Regions from separate parts of the Mus musculus genome. Here all the other regions are linked to region 3. A link is a contact called in public HiChIP or PLAC-seq, Micro-C and promoter capture Hi-C data. All regions are on one chromosome and are shown on one strand. Each heading gives the region's core, a stretch centred on a gene start, on an enhancer-like site or on the middle of the called end of the contact. The rest is flanking DNA. Distances are from core to core; before and after follow the strand shown. Region 1 holds the start of Bcl7a (B cell CLL/lymphoma 7A). Region 2 has its middle 11 kb from the start of Morn3. Region 3 holds the start of Denr (density-regulated protein). Region 4 holds the start of Kdm2b (lysine (K)-specific demethylase 2B).

What was found. Promoter capture Hi-C pulls out the DNA fragments that hold promoters and counts their contacts. Hi-C and Micro-C count contacts between places; a contact is called where the count stands out from the background. HiChIP or PLAC-seq counts read pairs in DNA pulled down with a chosen protein or histone mark.
Region 1: an H3K4me3 HiChIP or PLAC-seq map of the SCID.adh cell line shows a contact between it and region 3, with 4 times the contacts expected there. The contact joins the promoter of Bcl7a here to the promoter of Denr in region 3. A contact is called at or near these places in 8 of 39 promoter capture datasets (the C10 cell line, HPC-7-derived erythroid cells, embryonic stem cells and 4 more), 1 of 484 Hi-C or Micro-C datasets (embryonic stem cells), 4 of 115 datasets of contacts at active chromatin or transcription factors (the SCID.adh cell line, T-cell acute lymphoblastic leukemia, memory CD8 T cells and 1 more) and 1 of 9 other capture datasets (liver).
Region 2: a Micro-C map of embryonic stem cells shows a contact between it and region 3, with 6 times the contacts expected there. The contact joins the enhancer-like site here to the promoter of Denr in region 3. A contact is called at or near these places in 2 of 39 promoter capture datasets (hippocampal neurons and pre-B cells), 1 of 484 Hi-C or Micro-C datasets (embryonic stem cells) and 1 of 115 datasets of contacts at active chromatin or transcription factors (memory CD8 T cells).
Region 4: a contact with region 3 is called in a promoter capture Hi-C map of pre-B cells, with 1.8 times the contacts expected there. The contact joins the promoter of Kdm2b here to the promoter of Denr in region 3. A contact is called at or near these places in 3 of 39 promoter capture datasets (hematopoietic stem and progenitor cells, liver and pre-B cells) and 1 of 115 datasets of contacts at active chromatin or transcription factors (microglia).

What each region holds. Positions count from the first base shown.
Region 1 is chr5:123,342,800-123,346,011 of GRCm38.p6, reverse strand. It overlaps Bcl7a (B cell CLL/lymphoma 7A), which reads right to left and starts at 1,564. Exons shown (of 6, transcript NM_029850.3): 1 at 1,291-1,564. The coding sequence starts at 1,382. It overlaps Gm15860 (predicted gene 15860), which reads left to right and starts at 870. Exons shown (of 2, transcript NR_165267.1): 1 at 870-1,086.
Region 2 is chr5:123,056,380-123,059,400 of GRCm38.p6, reverse strand. No RefSeq gene overlaps it. Among named protein-coding and RNA genes, the nearest start is that of Morn3, 11 kb to the right of the region's middle. Within about 2 kb of position 1,325, at least 361 of the 459 cell types and tissues checked have an H3K27ac peak or open chromatin away from gene starts, as enhancers often do. A contact at or near this core is called in embryonic stem cells, memory CD8 T cells and pre-B cells, where this site is marked.
Region 3 is chr5:123,905,545-123,908,558 of GRCm38.p6, reverse strand. Denr (density-regulated protein) reads right to left here and starts at 1,284. Exons shown (of 8, transcript NM_026603.4): 1 at 1,193-1,284; 2 at 345-459. The coding sequence starts at 450.
Region 4 is chr5:122,987,767-122,991,224 of GRCm38.p6, reverse strand. Kdm2b (lysine (K)-specific demethylase 2B) reads left to right here and starts at 2,126. Exons shown (of 23, transcript NM_001003953.2): 1 at 2,126-2,357; 2 at 3,419-3,458. The coding sequence starts at 2,325. A930024E05Rik (RIKEN cDNA A930024E05 gene) reads right to left here and starts at 1,871. Exons shown (of 3, transcript NR_045820.1): 1 at 1,134-1,871.

The DNA.
Region 1 (3,212 bases), core at 315-2,814, 560 kb after region 3:
CAGTAGTGTTTAAAAAAAAAAAAAGGACAACAACAACAGAGGCGTTACTCAAGAAATGACCCCCCCCCCCAAAAAAAAAAAAAAAAAAACAACCCAGCCTGCAGTGGAGCCTAGCCAGTTCCTATAAAGGACAGATCCAGCCAGCGGCTGCTGACACTTGGGGACACCCTCGCAGCTGCTCCTCTCCCTCTCGGACCCAGATGAAGCCGTGGGAAAAAAACCGTAATAAAGTTAAAATCAGGGAGCAGGGAGTTTTCAACAAGTCTGACCCAACCTGGTGGTGGACTACTGGCGCCTCAGGCCTGGCCTCTGGGGCCGCCTCGGTGTCAGATCCCGACGAGGGCCGAGAAAATGTTCCATCCTACTAATTATAACGAGGCCACGCCGGGCAGGATCTAATTTGAGCTTGAAAAACACGCACGGCCCACACCGAATCTCGCGGTCTCCTCCTCCCCCAGTGCAGAGAACAAAAACAACGGTCGCTCGTTCTCTCCGCAAAACAAACACCAGCTCCAGCAAGAAGGAGGCAAGACACGGCCCAGGACTTGGCTTCTGGATGCAAACATCGCGCTCCCCGAGCTTCGGGTGCCGCGCGGAGCGCGTGGGAGCCGTGGGTGCTCCGCGCCCCGGCCGCGCCACCGCCTTCCTAGCGCTCGCCCCCATCTTCCTTCCTCGCCCGGAGCCCTCGCTCCAGGCTGCCCAAAGCGCTAAATTTAAACGGCTCGCGCTCTGCAAACTCCGCAGACTCGAGGGCGCCGAGGCCTGGGAGGCGGGGAGCTGCGGGCGGGTCGGGGCGTAGGATGTGTGTGTGTATGTGTGTGTGTGTGTGTTGGGGGGGGGGGACACCGGCGCCGCGCCGCCCCGGGAGGAGACGGCGGCCCGCTCCGCGCTGCACAATGGAGCTCGCGCTCTGCCCGCCGCCGCCGGCATCACGGCCCCGGCGCGCGGGAAGCCGCTTTCATGTGACTTGCACAAAAAAACGAAATGGCTTCTGGGGCCGGCTGCGAACCCCCCTCTCCCGAGAGCCGAGCTCCGAGCTCCGGGCTCCTGCCGCCGCCGCCGCCGCTCTCGCCGCCGCCGCGCCAGGTGGGTGACCGGCGCCAAGCACACCTGGGCAGCGGACGCAGCCCCCGCGGGGCGCAGGTGACCCCGGCCGCGCGCCCTCGCCAACTCCGGGCCCGGGGCCGCTGCGCCCCGCCGCTCTACGCGCTGGGTCCGGGCTTGCTGGCGGCCGCGACGCGGTGCAGCGAGCCGGGGCGAGCGAGAGAGCGAGCAGGCGCCTCGGCTTACCATTTGCGCACTTTCTCGATAGCCGCCATGACCCTCTTGATATCATCTTTGGCCCGGCTCCTGGTCTCGGCTCGAACCGACCTGCCCGACATGGTTCTGGCGGGGAGGGAGAGAGAGAGGAAAGAGAGAGAGAGAGGGAGGCTGGGGGAGCGCGCCCGCCGGGTCCTGCTCGCCACACTCGCCCGCTCTCTCACTCGCGCACAGACACACACTCACACACATACGCGCACACACAAAGCCTGGTGCCGCCGCGCGCCCGGGGCCCAGTGCGCAAGCGCCGGGGCGGCAGCTGCACAGAGCGAGGGGGAGCGGCGCGGCCGCCAGCAGTGCGGCCTCCGGGTGCCGCCGCCCTCCCCGGGGAGCCTCGGGGACCTCACTCTGGGAAAGCTCTCCCGGGTAACCCCGACCTCCCAGCACGCGGGACGGGCCCGCGCCAGGACTCACCCAGAGGCCGCAGGTGCGATGGGGGGCCCCTCCCCCCCCCAAGACACACACCCTGGGGATGGCAGACTGCAGGCCGTGGGTGCTCTGGCTCGGGTTGGTGGCCGCGGGCGCGATCGTGCAAGTTTCTTGTCGGGCGTTTGAGTTCTCAAGAGTTGGAGGCGGCGGTTCGGGACGCGAGGTGATCTTAGAAAGAGTTGAGGCGCCGGTCTCTGGCCAGCTGCCCTGTTAAAATGTGCGAGCTAGAACGTCTCCTCCCCATGCTTAAACTAGAGTCGTAGGAAAGGTGCCCGAACCCGGTGGCAATTGACATTGTCTCTGGGCTTTCTTTCCCTTAGAGATAAGTTGTCCCAGTCACGGATCAACCTCCCTGGGGTTTGACCGAAAATGACAATTTAATCTTAAACGGCTCCTGGTGGAAGTGCAGTGTAATGACCCGGAGCAGCAGGTAAACTAGACTGGCCCAACACAGAAGGACTTATGAGAGGCTGTCTCCCTACCCTAGGACAGAGCTGGGTGACAGGATCTACCGCGGTCACCCAGTATAGGGACAGGTGGGTGTGCAGTTGCGGCTACACAGACTGGACCAGAGCGAATGCTTGTCCACGTGAATGCTGGGAAAAGAGATGACCTGAAGTGAGAGAGCTGCTACCTGGAGAGGAACTAGCGCAACATCAGTCATTTCACAGATGGACAAACTGAGTCAAGGAGTTATTGAAGGTTGCAGCAGTGACCTTCATCTGTGACTGCCATGATTCTAGTACCAAGCATCTCCCCCTGAAGTCTGGGGGGGTTGCAGGGGTTTGGTAGAGGGAGCTAGTGGGGAAATGGGTGTGAGAATCTGGGGAAATTTCCCCCAGGCTTCTTTTAACCACTTTAAACGCACGGTCCTAAAGCGAAAATTTAAAAATAAGAACAACAATCAGATGTGGTAGCCCACTCCTTTAATTCCAGGCAGAAGCAGGTAGAGATCTGTGGTTCAAGACCAACCTGGTTTATGTAGGTAGTTCCAGGACTACATAGTGAGGCCCTGTCTTAAAACAAAACAAAACAAAAAAACAACCCAAACCAAAACAAACAAAAGCAAAAAACCAACAACAACAACAAAACAATGGAGCCAGGCAGTGGTGGTACACACCTTTAATCCCAGCACTTGGGAAGCAGAAGCAGGCCGATTCTATGTATTCAAGACTCAAAGCCAGTCTGGTCTACATAGTAGTGAGTTCTAGGACAGCCAGGGCCACAAAAAGAAAACCCTGTCTCAAAACAAAATAACACACCCCACAAATATGTCAAAGAATCGTTCTGTGATGGATTGAAAAATGTGCCATAAATCCGAAGTCTCATGCATTTGACCCTCTGTATTTGATCATCAGATATGTGCTTGGACCCCAGGGAATTCATTTTTGTTTAGTGCAGAAATTGTGTATGCTAGGCAAGTGCTACACCACAATTCCCACATAGAATATATGTGTATATAT
Region 2 (3,021 bases), core at 76-2,575, 850 kb after region 3:
GACTTTCTTGGGGAGTTGGGGTGGAGAGGAGGCTCAGCGGGTAAGAGGAGATCCGCCACCAGGCCCAAGGCTCTGAGTTCAAACACTGAGACTTGCATGTTGGAAAGAGAGAGCTCTGTAGACTTGTGTACTGAATGTCACGCTCATACCACTACATGGGTGCAACTTACACATGCACACAGACACGGATGAATAAATCGTAAACCCGTAAATAATCTTCCTTAGAGAGTTTTACTAACTTCTCCCTTTTGAAGTAGGCGATTTTGGTCTAACAGTCGCTTCCTGCCTCATTCCCTACCACCCCTCAATGTTCAGGAACACACATGGTCTCTCACCCTCCACTTTGGTCCTAATCTCCTCTTCTGGCATCTAGACTTCCTCTCCCCAAGTCCAGCACGACTGTATTGACTGGACAGTCTCTGAAGTGCACAGACGTCACCCAGCAGATGTCAAGGTGCTCCCACAGCTACCTCCAAGACTGCCTCTACATCTGAACCACGTGACCTTCCCACAAGAACCCTTTAAGAACTGGGGCTGAACTACAGGCTTCTTGGTGTCCCCAGCCATCAGAACAGTCTTCATATATTGAACACTATCCGCTTTCCATACTTGTTTATGGAAACAAATGAACCAACCACCTTCAGGACACAAAAGCCACACATAATTCTATGCAGACTTCTTTGCTAGCCTTTATGCAATAAATCTGCCTAACAGACAAGAACCACTTACTAATAATTCTTGGTAATCTCTCCGAACACTCGGAGGCATCCGAAGTGAGTTCTGCTTTGAGCCCTGGCCTCTCAGCTCCCTGTGTAGCTGAGGATCTTGAACTCCCGAGTGATTCTCCTCCCTCTGAGCCCGAGCTACCGTGCATGATTCCTAAAATGCTTCGTGATGTTTCAAGCATTCTTAAAAAAAAAGGCTAAGAAATGATTAGGGATAAATCCAAAACTAAACTTTTCCGCCTGAGAATCCTGGCGTTCGGGAAGCTGAAGGAAGAAGATTGGGGTTCGAGGCCTGCCTGGACTGATACATTGTACTAGTCCCAGAAACACAAAATTGAAAGAAAAAACAGTTCCTTCACGTAGACATGGGTAATTATGTAAGAATCTTTAAATTAGAAAAATAATTTCTGTGTCCACAGTCCAGTCTTCACGTGACTAGGAAGGGCGGCACTGGAGGAGTCACGAACCCTAGCCGCACACTCAGGCTCGCCCTCCGTCGGTTCCGCGTGGAAGCGCGATTCCCACCCCCATCTCCCACTCACTTCCGCGAAGAGTACCCAGAGCGCAGGCGCAACCTCGGGCCCGCCTTTCAGAGACCTCCCAGACGCGTGTTGGTGATTGCGCATGTGCAGAGGGGCTAGGACGGGTAATTCCGCGGGAGCAGGTAGGTCTCGAGAACTCCCGCGACTGGCTCCTCCCACCTAAAAAAAAATTAAGCCGGCGGGGCTCCTTCGCCGTGCGCACGCGCACTGCGTGCAGGAAGATCGCGTGTGTGAAGCGAGCCTAACGCATGCGCATTTAAAGCCCCCCGAAATTCATGACGTCAGCCACACCATCCTGTTTGTAGCCCCGTTCCCCACAATCCCGCTTTTAAAGAGCTAGAATCTAGTTCTGATTGTGGTTTTGACTTATAATTTTATTTTATTGTTATTTAAAAATTCACTATGATTCTTGGTAGAAATGTAAGTTCGCATAGTGTGGTTGGCTAAATACAACAAAATGTTTTGTTTAATATTTTTGTGTATGACTGTTTTGGGGGTGTGTTCCTTGTGCCAGGGGAATCCAGAAGAGGGAGTCAGAGCACCTGGAACTGGAGTAACAGACGGTTGTTGCCTGCCATGTGGGTGCTGGGAACAGAACCCAGGTTGTCTGGAAGAGCAGCCAATGCTCTAACCACTGAGCTGTAGATATAAGGGTCGATTCTTCCTCCCGGTCCCGTGTTCCCAGAAATAAGACTCAGACTCAAAACAGATTTCCAAATACCTTGGCCATAGAGCTAGGCTCTTCTCTGACTAGAATCATAACTTATGATAACCCACTAATTTTAATCTATATTCTGCCCCATGGCTGGTTACCTGTGCTCAGGTTCCATGCATCCTCCCAGGTGGACCTCGTGCCTGGCTCTATCCCAGAATTCTTTCTCTCTCCCAGATGTCCTACCTCCTATTTCCTGCCTAAGCCATAAGCCATCAGATTTAACTATTGACAGGTGCCACAACCATACAGTAACAGCTCTCTCCACTGAGCGGTCTCCTCAGCTTTTGGGTGGTGGTTGTTGTCGTTGTTGTTGCTTGCTTGCTTGCTTTCTTTCTTTCTTTCTTTCTTTCTTTCTTTCTTTCTTTTTTCTTTTTTCTTTTTTTTTTTGTCTTTTGAGGTAGGGTTTCCCCTGAAGGCCAGGGTGTCCTTGAATTTATACTTCTGCCTTGTTTTCCCAAGTGCTAAACTTACCACCATGCTTGGTGTAAAATGCTTTTTTAAATTGAGTACTTAGGGGGCTGGAGAGATGGCCCAGTGGTTAAGAGCACTGACTGCTCTTCCAGAGGTCCTGAGTTCAAATCCCAGCAACCACAAGGTGGCTCACAACCATCTGTAATGGGATCCAATGCCCTCTTCTGGGATATGTCTGAAGCCAGCTGTAGTGTACTCATCTAAATAAAAATAAATACATCTTTAAAATTAAGTAATACTTAAAATTAAGTATTTAGGGCTGGAAAGATGGCCCAGTGGTTAATAGTACTAGCTGCTCTTCCCAGAAACCTTCAGTCTGACTCCCAGTACTCACACATGGTAAAATCACAAGGATCAGTACTCCTGCAAATCTGATGCCCTCTCCTTGCCTCCAGTAGCACCACGCATGCATAGGTGCATAGACATGCCACCCATACACAATAATAGTAATAACTATTATTATTATCATTAATGTATTTATTAATACACAATAATAGTAATAACTATTATTATTATCATTAATGTATTTATTAAAGTCCTATTGAGTATACTAGGTCAGGATTAACAT
Region 3 (3,014 bases), core at 35-2,534:
CTTTAGGATTCTGTACCTTAGCTCTTCCATCCTTCACTATCCCCAAGGCTCCTTAGCTTCCAACAAGCTTTCCTTACAAAGGAACACCAGTCAGGCTGGGATCAGGCTCCTGGTATCTCTCTACTTCAATTGGCCAGGAAACTCCTCCAGGCCAGGACGCAAGACCCAAGTGACCCTGGAAAAGAAGGAGTCATCTACCAACCCATGGGTCCTCACTAGGCTCCCCCCCTCTTCAACTAAGAATCCACCCAACAACCAAGACAGTTGGGGGAGCGAACACGACCAAATGTGAAACTATCAATATCAGGTATAAAAACCAGCGAGCCAGTCGTTCCAACACTTACCTCCACAATAAAGGACTCGAAGAGGGTAATCCGCATCTAACTTGGCACTGTTCTTCGTATCGCCTTTGCAATCCGCCCCGCTGGATTCAGAAATGTCAGTAGCCATCTCACAAACCTGGAAACAAGAATGACACACACGACTTCACTATCTGAGAAGCTCGACCCCCGCCCCCCAAATAAGCAGCCTTGGGGGTGGGGTGCAGTCTTAGCTTCCACTGTGTATCCCCCAAACACCAAAGCTGTTTTGAGTCTATTAAAAGAAGGACACGAAGTCTCATTAGAGTCACTGATGATCAACTGGAGCCTCATCTACCTGCATCCACGGGTTTACAGGGAAGCGAGAATTAAATGGGGCCATGAAGGCTGTGTTGGGGCAGGGGCAAAAAGGGACACCAGAGGAAAAGAGGAAGCAGTAAGGGGGACAGAGTTGGGCTGGTGGCTTCAACAGAGACGGGGCAGGTCTGAGGTTGCTATGGGAGGGATGCAGCCTGCAGTTAAAAGGCTATGGACACCTTGGCACGACAGGGACGAAGTCACTCGAGGTGCCCAGAATGCAAGGTGCGGCGACAGCAAAATCCCGAAAAGAGACCAAGCCAGGGACAAGGACGGCAATGCCACAGCCTGGGGAGGGGAAATCGGGCCAGGCCTGGGGAAAAGGACAGGTAGCCCGCTGGAAGGCTGGGCTAAGGGGGACATCCCGGGGACTCCACAGGAGGCCCCCATGTGGGCGGGCGTGGAGACGCCCGGCCCGGCCCCCTTCCTGCTTTAGGCAGCGCCTGGGCCGCCTCGGCAGCGCCGCCAGCTCCCGGGGAGGCCGCCGCAGCAGCGCGAATGAGAGCGCTCATTACCCAGCCGGTCGCACGGCCCCCGCCGCCTCCGCTCCCGCCAGCTGAAGCGACACATGCAACTCCTCTTCCCGGCCACGGCTGCCCCGAAATTCGCTGCTGGGGCGCGCTCGCGCGAGACAATGAGCCTTTATCGCGATATCCCCGGCCAGCCGCTAGGAGGATGTCGCGAGACGCCACCGTGCCGGGGTGGGCGGGGCCCAAAAAGGGAGGAGCATGCGCCCATGCGTGGAGCCCGGGGGAAGGGGTGTGGGGTGGGGAAACGGGACCGAGTTGCGTAGAGGCGGCCGGACGGTAGGGGGCGCTGGCTATCCATTGGCAAAGGGGGAGCCAGCGGCTCAGGCTGTCCCTGCGCAGTGGGGCGTGGACTGGACTGGCGCAGAGGTTCTTGAGTCACAGGTGACTCTCTATTAATGATGTGGGCAGCCTTGCCCCAGTGTCTGGGCTACATCCTAGTGTCCCGACTAACCACTAACTAGCCTGATGCATAAGTCACCCCACGGCGTAGAGATGGTGGCTGAATGAGACATAGGGTTTTATTTCATTCCGATTCCCTAAATAGGAATTACTCGTGCAAAGGTCATATTAATTACTGTTTGAATTTATTTCATCAGGCTGACGACTGTTCCCATATGCTCCTTTTTGCATATTTCACCTTCTACGTGTTCTATAACGGGGATTTTCCCATCCGGTCTCAGGATTTCTGGTTTTAACCACACGGGTCCTTGTCTAAATTTTGCTTCCTTGTTTTTAGTTTGGGGAAATCCCTTCATCTGCATACTCAGCCCAAGTCCCACTTGTGAAACAGGAATAGCACTGGGACACTTTCGGAGCTCAGAAAGGGCCTGGTAGAAAGACCATTGCGTTTTTGCTTTTAACATCACCTTCATGAACTAAGCTACCCAAATATGGCCCCCCTCCCGGAACTTTCCTTTGGTGCCGGGAATTGAACCCAGGGTTTTGTGAATGCTACAGAAGAGCTCTGCCTTGAGTTACAGGCCCAGCCCTAATCCCAACACTTGGGAGACAGAGGCAGGCCAATGTCTGAGTTTTAGGCCAACCTAGTCTACAAAGTTCAAAGCTGTTGGCCTGTAAGCGTAGGGCATTTGTGTTGAACGTACAAGGCTCTGGGTTTAATCTACAGACTGGAAAAAAAAACCCCACACAGCAAAGATGTACATTTCGCTAAGCATGGTGGGTGATATGCACCTTTAATCCCAACACTCAGGAGGCAGAGGCAGGTGGATTTCTAAGTTTGAGGCCAGCCTGATCTACAGAGCAAGTTCCAGGATAGCCAGAGCTACACAGAGAAACCCTGAAACCCTGTATATATGTGTGTGGGTGTGTGGATGAGTGTTCGTGTGTGTGTGTGTGTGTGTGTGTGTGTGGTGTGTGTGTGTGTGTATGTGTGTGTGGGTGTGGTGTGTGTGTGTGTGTGTGTATGTGGTGTGTGTGTGTATGTGGTGTGTGTGGGTGTGTGTGTGGGTGTGGGTGTGTATGTGTGTGGTGTGTGTGTGTGTGTGTGTGTGTGCATTATATGCCTGTAGTTTCAGCACTTAGACAGCTGAAACAGAAGGATTGCTGAGTTTAAGGTCACCCAAGGCTACACAGTAAGACTTATGTTTAAAAAACAAACAAAAAACCAGAAAGAAAAAGAAAAAGCACACCATGATACAGAGCTTGGAGCATGGCCCAGTTGGTAAGCACGAAGACCTGAATTAGATTGCTAGGATCTATGTCCAAAGCCAGGCATGGAGACCATTGAGATGGCTTAGTGAGCAGAGGACCAGCCCCACGACCTAGCAGCCTGAGAGTTCGGCTCTCA
Region 4 (3,458 bases), core at 877-3,376, 920 kb after region 3:
GGGGGAAGGGAGAGACTTCAGGGAGGAAGATGAACGAAAATCTCCAGCATCCTATTTGACAGTTTTGCTTTAATTCTGTAATCCACTGATTCTCAACCCTGGGCCCCTCCTTTATTTCATTCTGAAGCATAAATGAAGTCGGTGGACATTTGAAAGGGTAAGCAGCATGACTGAGAGCGAGTCGTTTCTGCCTTTCTGAATCCCAGCATCCTCACTTACAAAGCAGAGCAACAAGGCCATGAGACATCCCCTTCAAACGTATTCTTTCTCACAAGAAGAGCCAGATAAAGTGGTCCACATCCCCATGTCAATGGGTATGGAACCCAGGGCCTTAGGCTTGCTAGGCCAAATATCCCAGGACTGCGTTACAGCACCAGCTGGCCCCTGGTTTTCACAGGGATGGTTAGAAGGGCTGCCCAGAGAATGCAGCTGAGCCAACGTAGATGTAGTTTCAGTTTGGTGACAAACTTGGTGTTTGTCGCCTCATCTCTACGTAGATTTCTACCGATAACGTGCATGGATGGAATTTTTAAAAAAAAATTCAAAGAGCAGATTTGGGGACAGGTGGAAAAAAAGTACAGACCGATAAGGCAGGAAATTCTGACGTAAGGGAGGGTGACGATGTGTGGTTCACAGCTGATTTCAGGTGGCAAGGCCACTTCCTCCCCGTATCTGTCTGAACCAGTGCTCTTGACATTGGGACAAGATAAAAACAGCAGTCACCTAAACTCATAATTTCTTGAATCTGGGTTTCTCCAGGGTGCAAAATGACCTGCTTTAGCTTGTACGCCAAGCTAGCGTCACCTGGGAGGTCTCTCAGAACATCCTTGTGATGCTGTCATTAGGCCCTTGCAAGAAAGGAAGAGGCCCGGAGGGAAACAAAGTTTAGGGCCAGCATTTCTCTCAACTTAAAGGAATTCCAGGACCACTGAGGGTCAGTCAATTCTGGAAGCAGTCACAAGCACTACTTAAAAGACGGAGGAACATTGGGGATCTGCTACTCCAGGAATATTCACAAAGGCTGCCCCCCTTCTCCGCTGAGAAACAATATGGATCAATCAAGGTTGCTGTACCCCAGAAAGCCACAAACAACCACCACTTTTCTCTTAAACTGCCACACGAGAGAGGCTTACCTTTTGCCTGCCTGCATTAGAGACGCTGAATCCGATTCTCTATTCCCTCCTGTGTATCGATTTATCTCTTCTCAGCGAGTGTAGAGACTTTTTTTCCTTTCTCTTTAAAAGCCCAACTTCTATTTCAGGGCTGTACTACCGAGGCTATCCGAATGAATGAACCAAAGGCTTTCTTCCGGTCAGCTGCAGTCTGAAAAGGCTGTGGACTGGCTGTATTTCCTGTACCTGTGCGTGTGTCTCCATATTATTATTTCAGCCCCGGGAGTTTAAAAGTTATGCAGTCTGTACAGATACAGTGCTGAGGTAATTTCTTTCTGAGCCCCTCAGATGCCTCCTCCATATGGCAGGTTCGCAAATGGATAAGGGTCTGGACAGGCTGGCCCCTCCCCCCAGGCATGCAGTAGAAAAGCAAAACAGAAAAAGAAATCACACATACAAAATACTTTGAATTTAGGTCGCCAGCATAGGTAATGAGGAAAGGTGGGTGAAGGAAGAGAGGGACAGCCCTGCGTAACCCAAGCAAGAGGGGGCAGGGGCAGAGGTGGGGGGTCGTTTTGGGGGGTGCCAGGCCCCGGGGGCTTTCACGCCAGCAGGCTTGGCTAGCATTTCCGCGCCTCCCGCTGAGGCCATCCGTGCAAATCTGCACCTCCCTCCCCACCCCCTCCTCTCTTTCCCTCCCTCCCTGCCCCGCCATCTCTGGGATGCGCCCGCCGCCTGCAACTCAGCCCTCCAAAAGTCAGCTCCCGGGCGGCGGCGGCGCCTGCGTGCAGAGGCGCACTCGTGACCCAACAACAAAACAGCGATGCCAAGGCGCTAACAGCGCCCGGTGCGTCCCAGGCTCCCTTCTGGCCCCACACCTCCTACGGCTGCGGTCCCCGACACCCCCAACCCGAGCCCCCCCTTTCCCCAACTAGCCTAGCCGCAAGCTCCGAGCGCGATCGGCAACAATGTTTACGTTCCGGGGATTATGACGTCGACGCCTCCCCCCCCACAACTGCTGAAAATGGTTTCCTAGGACTTTGCAAACGGATCTGCTTAAGTGTTGGTGCAAAACTTTGTAGATATCGGCTCTGGCTTGCTCTATTTATTTATTTTTTTGCTTTCTTTTCTTTGGTCTTCCCTCCTTTCCCCCTCCGCCAAAATGCAGGGGGCAGGAGTGTTGACAATTAATTGGTGAACTCTCCTAAAAAAATGGAGGCAGAGAAAGACTCTGGAAGAAGATTGGTGTGTAGCTTTTTTTTTCTCCCCCAAATCTGTATCTGGTATATGATCGATTTATCTATCTATTTATTTTTTTGGTTGTTTCTTGCTGCCTTTTCTTTCCTTTTCTGTATTTTGCAAGAGGACCGGAAAAAAATAATAAATTGCATGCAAAAGGAAGCAAGCAGCTTACTCCTCCAGTCTCTTGTGAGGCTCAGGGTCTCAGACACTTAAGTGGGGAGGAGGCAACGCCGAAAGGCGTGGAAGGGACTGAGCGGGCTCGGGGTTCGCCTGGGATCTGGGGGGCTGCGGGGCTCGGTGCTGAGCGGCGGAGGGAGGAGGAAGAAGGATGCGGGGAGTGGTGGGGGAGTCTCCTTAGGAAGTGAGTGTGCGCGCGCGCTCGTGGGGAGATGAGGCAGCTGCTGGTGCGTTTTGGGGTCTCTGATAGAAGCTTTGTGGTGGGCTGGCTGCCTCTCTCCCCCCACATTCTTAACCTCCTCCCCTCCCCTCCTCTTCTTGCACTAGCGGTCGGTCGGCGGGGGCCGTTAGGGTCTCAACCCTTCCGTTTCAGCTTTCCAGCTTTTCTGTAGCTCGGGAGCAGCTCCAGCCTTAGTAATGCCGCCGGCCCTGGGTTCCGGCTTCCCGGGTTGGCCGCCGTGGCCGCCAGGGCTGCTGTTACCGCGGAGCCGGTTGCTGCAGCGGCTTCTCTCGGGGCCTACATCTGCCCCGCCAGCTCATACCCGGAGCCCCCTTCAGGGGTTACATAACCAGGCTCCCAGTCGAGTGGGCAAAGCTTAGCACATCACTTGGCGTGGGGGCAGAGGAAAGCCCCCAAATACCATTTCCATAGCTTCCAAAGATGCAAGAAGGGATTGCTTCGTTTAAGGGCAGTCGGGCCTTGGGGGTGTGAGCCCCTTTTTCTGCTTTCCAGCATCTTTGGCATTTGCGCAAAGTTGCTCAGATTGCAATGCTGGGGTGCAGTGGGCGCGCGACTCTTGCACCTGTTCTTGGTGGGCCCAGGGTGAGAGGAGACCCCCCCAAGTCCTCTCAGTAATGTCCGGGGTTCTCTGGTTGGGTCCCCGCAGCGTGCGATTGACCGCCAGAGATACGACGAGAACGAAGACT